Linked DNA regions of Gossypium hirsutum: region 2 is linked to region 1. Evidence: chromatin contacts called from public Hi-C data. All regions are on one chromosome and are shown on one strand. Each heading gives the region's core, a stretch centred on a gene start, on an enhancer-like site or on the middle of the called end of the contact. The rest is flanking DNA. Distances are from core to core; before and after follow the strand shown.

Region 1 (3,565 bases), core at 740-3,239:
CTCGGTCAGATGATGTTAAATTACTAATATTTTGTGATGTTATATGAATTCGCTAGTATGATAAATGTAGATGTGATTAAGGTCTACTTGATTTGGCCTAGTTAAATTATATTAGATATCTTTGAAATGATTTATTTTCTTATGACTTACTAAGCTATTCAAGCTTACTGTGTGTGTGTTTGTTCGTTGTTTTATAGTTTTGGAATCAAGTTACGAGCTCGAGGATCGTCAGAGTAATCTAATATACTATTGATCGCTAATTTGGCATTTTAAAAAGTTGAACCTTACACTTATGGCATGTATAGGCTAGCTAGTGTTTTGGGTTAGTTTTGAATTTGTAAATATTAAGCCATGCGAAAATGGCTAGATATAATGCTTAAGTTTAAGCAAATTTCGGTTATGGTATTTATATATGTGTGATGTGTTCGACATATTGTTGATGGTGATGTAATTCAGTTATAGTTTAAGCCTCTTTCAAAAGCAATAGGTATATTATAGGTATATGACGTATTTGGTATATGCAAGATGATATAGTCTTGAAGGTTGGCATGATTTGCAATTATGGTTTGTTATAGTTTCATTTTAAGTGAGTTAGGTATAATTGATGAATGAGTTCTTATTGATGACTATAAATTACCTTGTGTTTTGGTAGTGGTGTTTAAATCATGGAACTAAATGTCCAGTTATATGTTAACGTTAATTTTTCTTATATTTGTTAAGTGTGGATTATTGCTATGGTATTATACTTAAATTGATATACATATTGTAATTAGAATTGGTAATTGGTATAATGAGTCTTGTTTACGAAATTAGTTTTATAAGTGACCTATGATATGTTACAGGATTAATATCATTTATACATATATATATAGGTTCGGTTTTGGCATGTAATGCATTAGTAGATTTGTTTTATATATAATGATTATGTTTTATGAGATGTCTTTGCATGTAAATGATAAGTGTTTGATTTATATTTGAAAATGACTAGGATACGGCTTAGTAAGGTAGTAAATTAATAAATGACATATTTGGGCATATGTGTATGTATTAGATTACGGATTTAAAAGATGTGATCAACAATGATGTAAGGTAATTTAGCAAAATAGACTCGTATTATTGGAAAGTTGATGTCTGTTTGGGTATAAACATTTTCTCATAATTGAATCATTATTATGGTATATTTTCATTTATGTTTTGGCTAAGCATTGAACAAAAAGGCTAAACAATAGTAATGTACCGATTGTGATATGGTCATATGTTATGGTTTGACTCACTCGTTTTATATGTATATTGTAATTAATAAAATTGTTTATTTTGATATGCGCATAGCTTATATGGGGAAGTGTTATTTTGATACTTTGTTTATGTATTAAATGAATACGAATATATATTAATTTAGTGTCATGAAATATTTTAAAGTTGGTTAGGTTTAAGAGATTTTACCATGATTACGTCTATATACATGCAATAGTTCAGAAGTTGTGTCGGGTCCGGTAATGCCTCGTAATCCTATTTTAGCGACGAATACATGTTAAGGGTGTTACATAACAAATACTCGAGATTAGTATCATTATTAAGTAAAAAGGTGGTAAAAATGACTAGAAAAACCCTATATAATTTAGAGTTTACAGATTTGCGTTGCGATTAACGAGGAAAAATATGGTATGGGATATGGAGGGGATAAGGGGGTGAGTTTTGGCGTGGATATTGGGGGAAAATATTGAACAAATGGGTAATAAGATAAACTAGGAGATGGTGATGGGAGTAGTGGAGAATTTTGGGATTAAAAAACGTAAAGGAATTTCTAAGGATTTTAATTTAGGTCAGCGAGCCAAAGGGAAAGGAGCTATGATTGGATCTAGGCTGGAAAAAAGGTTTTAAGGCTTTAAAGCCTACTAATGAGAAATTGGGTTTTAAGGCCACAAAAGACCATGTGGCTTTTGATGATGGCTCAAAGATGGGACCAAAAATGGATATGGGTCATGGGGAAAAGTTATTTGTCCAGCTCATCAGTGTTCCTTCTAATTTGAACAAAGACAAACATAAGACAGTGTGTGTGGAGGAGAGGCAAATTTCTAAAGTGGTTAAAGGGAATGAGAATGTGGGTTTTTAATTTTGAGGAATCAAGTAGGGCCTCTCAAAATAGTGTACAGAAAATTAGAGATGTTGGGAATGAGCAGCATGATAAGCCACCGAATATTGTTGCAAGTAGGCTTCTAAATGACAATAAGGATTTGGAAGTGGCAATGCAGGGCTTGGTTCATAGTTTTGAACAGGTTCCTAATGGCGCTTATAAAGAGAACGACGACCCGAGTAAGGAAGAAGTTATAGATACCAAGAGTGACTGTAGAGATAAAGTTAGCTGCTAAAATACTTGATTGTTTCTAGGTTTTGTCTTTTATGATTATTTATTTAATTATGGACACAAAGACATTTTGTTGGAATTGTCAAGGGGTTGGGCATCCCAGGTCCAATAATATTGTGAATGAGTATAGGAAAGAATTTTCTCCAGAGTTGATTTGTTTAATTGAAACTCGGATTAGTGGTGCTAAGACAAATGGTATTATTACAAAAATCAAATATCTTAATTCCTTTCCGTTTGAGGCTAATAGGTTTGCCGAAGGAATTTGTGTTGGAAAATCAGGTTTGGAAAAGGCAGCAGAAAATAAATTTAAGGAAAAATCAAAGTTTTAAAAATATTACCAAAACAAGAACTTGGTTATGATATCTAAAGTAATAAACACTTAATCAAAATTGTACATTTTCGATTCGTCTAGGATGAATGATTCGACTAAGTAGTCTTCTCCACTATCCTCACGCTCGCGTCTACCGAGTGTGGGCTCGCTTTGAATTAGAAAATTTTTCACAAAAGCTACCAATGCGGTAATTTTAAAATTTCTCTAAACTTTTGGGTCAAGTTGTAAATAAGAAAAATATCTTTAGAAATTTTCTAAAATAATTTCTTCAGATAATTTTCTCTCTATAACTTTCTTTTGAACTCAAGTGTTCGTCAAATAATGACCCAGTTGCCGGCACCCTGAGCTGATTCGGTTGCTACCAGTTTGGTCTGAGCTAGTGATGTCCCAACCGATCCAATCTAGCGACCAATTGGACTATCGACCTGGTTTCACATACTAGACCCGGTTCGACCAATTTTTGGGTCTTAGTCTCGGTTTTAGGCTCCCGGGCCCAATTTACAATCTCAGGTCCAATTTTCAAGTTCAATTATCTATTAGGTCAATTATTTTACTTGAAAATTAATTCCCAAAAATATCATATTAATTTTAATAATTTTAAGTAATTTAATTTTACTTTATCAAAATTAATTTTTCCTAAAATTACTTAGATTTTCCGAATTAATTTTCAAGAAAATTCTTTAATCAAATTCTCTAGTTGAACAATTCTTACGACCGCCCAATTTAATTCCATATCAAATAAATCAACTCAATTAAATTATTTTCAAAGTCGTAGAATTTTCTTTTGATTCAAATACAGTCTGATCGAGCTTTTATTAAACTAGCAGAAGGACCAATCGAACATATACAATTAGGCTCTAGTAATTTCA
Region 2 (3,565 bases), core at 655-3,154, 270 kb before region 1:
TCTACTATTAAAAACTAACCTATATATGTTAACATGAAGTACACGTAACATATTATGTCACGTGTCACTTTATAGGTATTTTATTAACCACATCAGTTTTTAACTGTACAATTAAATAAAATTAAAAAAAATAATTTATCTTTTATCTAACTTACAAAAGTTAATTTCTCAATTTTTAAATAAAAAACAAAATATAGTTTAACTATGATACTAATTGTATTACCATTTTATTTTAGTTTTATCTTTGGATTGATAATTTGATACAGTGTTCTGCCTTAAAAAAAACAGTGTGCTCTAATGCACCAGCGACAAAGAGAAGGGTGCTCATGTTAAACGACGTTAACCCCTGGCGCACGTTAGCCGAGACGGAACAGAAAACTTTTAACTCGAATGAACTAACCTCGCTGTGATATTCGGTGTCCTCCAGTTCTCTTCCTTTACGCTTCCGGTCCTCAGCGGCTGCTGCCTTTTGAGCCGTGGGTTCGGCACTGGCACCGGAGCCACCAGGTGACGATGTCACCGTGACCTCGTACGCGGCTAAATTGTCTTTGCAGGCACTCCCGCTGACACCAGCTGATTGCGTGTTGGCTCCTGCAGCGACGCTCATGTTGGCGCAGTTAATATTGTCGTTTTCTCCAGAAGCTGCCTCAGTGTTGCAGGGCATGGCCTGAGAGGCTCCTGATTCGGGAGCCATAGCCGGAGTATCGCTGGAATCAACGACCGTCAATTCCCTAACTACGCTCTTAGAATTAGACTGTTTAAATTGTTCCACCCTCACCGCTTTATGCCTGGAGAAGTGAACGAAGTTCTGAATCCTCGTCGACTCCAACTCATTCCTCCTCGACGGCGGTATCGGGGGTCTAGAAGCTGACGCCACAGCTGAAGCTGAAACTTGAGTAACTTTCCCGAGTGGAGGAGGAGCGGAGGTTGTGGCGGTGGTGGAGGTAAGGCAAGGGGCGGCGGAGGAAGGATAGAGGAGATCAGCACAGAAATCGTGGTCGAAGCTGGCGTCGCTGAGAGGATAGTGAAGCCATGAAGCCATTTCGTCTTCTTGCATAAAGAGGTGATGATCGGTAAGCGATTGCTGCTGCTGCTGCTGCTGTTGTTGATGATGATGGTGAGATGAGGAAGACCAGATCTCTTTGGTAGCAGATGGGTCGGCGCCTTGGAATTTGAACGGCGGTGACTTCTTGATAGATCTTTGGTTTTGGCTCTGCATAACAACTTGACCGTTTTGCCACAACAGCTCCATGATTTCATCCTCTGGCCTGTTTCATAATTCCATCGCGTCATCAACTCACGGTTTTGGCAACAATAATAAAGCGATAAAAAATAAATAAAATAGAGAAGAAGAAGAAGAAGAAGAAGAAGAAGGTTTAGCTTACATGGAAGGCTTTTTAGAGCGAGTTAAAGTACAAGGGATGGAATCATCATCTTCCATTTCGAAATCGGGGACGCAGTGATTCATCCTCTCTCTCTTAACACTTTAATCTGTATTTATATTAAACATTAATAACTCACCCAAAAAGAAAAATTGTAGAAAAAGGAAGGAGGAAATTGTAAGTAATTAAGGTGTTAAGATAAGAGAATGGTTTGTTTTTACTTGTGTAGATGTGGAAATCCTAAAAGAAATACAACATAGGTGGTGTTATGAAAAAACCCTAGATAGGAAACGAAAATATATTTGAAAATCCAAAGCCGTACAAAGCTCTCCAACGTTGTAGCATATGTATATATATCCTGAAATGGCAGATTGGCAGTGTGAGAGGGAAAAAGGAAGCAGGAGAAGGGTTTTTTTAGAAAAAAAGATTTGGTGTGGGGATGAAGTAGAATTTAGGTGTTTCACCAAAGATAAGATCCTGTTTTTCTCTGCATCTTTTGACAGTGGATGGTACCAACGCTTTCTTCCTTCTTATTAGTAATTAGATGCCCACAAAACAAAATAGCTGCGGACCCCAATCTTTTTTGTTTCCACAAATTGACGGTAATGGTTTGTGTGTGCATCAATTATATATTTTGTATATCAACCATGTATTTTAATTACATGAATCGTAATCAGCTTATTAACTAGATTCAAATTTTGATGAATGTCCATAATTATAATTAATTTAATTTAAATGTAATATGAGTACTTATTATATAAAATTACAAGAAAAATTATAAAATTCTTTATTTGATATCCAATTTAACTTCTACCATTATCCTAGTTAAAATCCGTTATATTGAAAAGAATGTGAATTGTCAGCTAAAAACTTTGGTTTCAGCTGTGAGAATGCTGAATTACAGTTCAACACCTGCTGGGCAGCTGTCTTTGCTACAAGTCAAGTCGGTTTCTCTTTCTTTATATATAATATGTTTTTTGGCCACTAAAGTTATAATTATTGAGTTCCATGATTTTGTCGCTGGTAATTACGAAACTGCATTCAATTTTATTATTATATTTTGTGCCATTGCTGACGTTAAGTTTTTATTCCAAGAAAAACTACATTACAATTAGAAAGAAAGAAAAGTTGGATTTAATTATGGTTTAAAACAATGATTGGCACATACCCTTTCCAATTAAAGTATTAGTACTAGGATACTAATTTTGATACATTCAATTTAAGTATCATCTTATATACTTAATATTATATTTGGTAAAATAAAATTAAAGGAAAGTGAGTGGGTTTACTTTAAGAAGAAAATGACAATTAACGGTAAACTGCCTTGTGATGTAAACTTAATTAATCCTTTACTACTATTATTATTATTATTATTATTATTATTATTATTAATTCTTCTTCTTTTAGATAAGATGCTACCTTTTTTTCTATACTCTTTATAGATTTTGTTTTGGTATATAATAAGTGGTAGTTGGATTATTTATGTTCCTTTTAGTACTGGTAATATTTTATTATATTTCTTATATCAAATATCATTTCTTTTAAAGCATAATCAGAATCTTTTTCAATCTCACTCAAATTTATTTTAATATTGGAACTCCAAATTAAACGCTCTTCATTTTTTTTTCAATAAGGTGTTTATAAGTATAAACAAATTTATAATTATTTACCTTCAAGTAATTATTTAATATTTAATGCTGTTGAGGTAGAAGCTTGACCATAATTGACAAGCAATTTTGATAACTGGTATGAAATTTATTTTGAAAAATTAATATAATAAAACATAAGGACTTTTGGGTGTGTGTTCTTTTTCTTATCAGATTACACCCATTCAAACCCTATTATTATTATTTAAAGAAAGGGCAAAACAAGCCAAGATTGGTGTTAAAAGAATGGTATTGTTTTAGTAATTTAAATAAAAAGAAGATGAAAGTGGGAGGAGGCAGTTGGGAAATAGTGTAGGGATAAGAAACATGTTTTCTTTCTCCATATGGGGGACTGTCCCTTCACAGTTCACACTCACCCACCACATCCTATGACTTCCAATTTTTCATCATTTTTTTTTTCAGTACTTATCATTTTGTACTTTAAAATTATAACTTCTCTTACCCTTTCTTATTCTACATTCCAACCACTCATGATATGCCACATCATTAACTCCATTTAAGTTCTCAACAATAATT

Evidence for each region. Hi-C and Micro-C count contacts between places; a contact is called where the count stands out from the background.
Region 2: a Hi-C map of leaf shows a contact between it and region 1, with 1.8 times the contacts expected there. The contact joins the promoter of LOC107954644 here to the enhancer-like site in region 1. A contact is called at or near these places in 2 of 34 Hi-C or Micro-C datasets (both in leaf).

What each region holds. Positions count from the first base shown.
Region 1 is chrD07:29,239,580-29,243,144 of Gossypium_hirsutum_v2.1, reverse strand. No RefSeq gene overlaps it. Among protein-coding and RNA genes, the nearest start is that of LOC107954648, 18 kb to the right of the region's middle. Within about 2 kb of position 1,989, at least 2 of the 9 cell types and tissues checked have an H3K27ac peak or open chromatin away from gene starts, as enhancers often do. A contact at or near this core is called in leaf, where this site is marked.
Region 2 is chrD07:29,507,758-29,511,322 of Gossypium_hirsutum_v2.1, reverse strand. It overlaps LOC107954644 (transcription factor PIF1), which reads right to left and starts at 1,904. Exons shown (of 9, transcript XM_041096493.1): 1 at 1,705-1,904; 2 at 1,386-1,491; 3 at 401-1,268. The coding sequence starts at 1,468.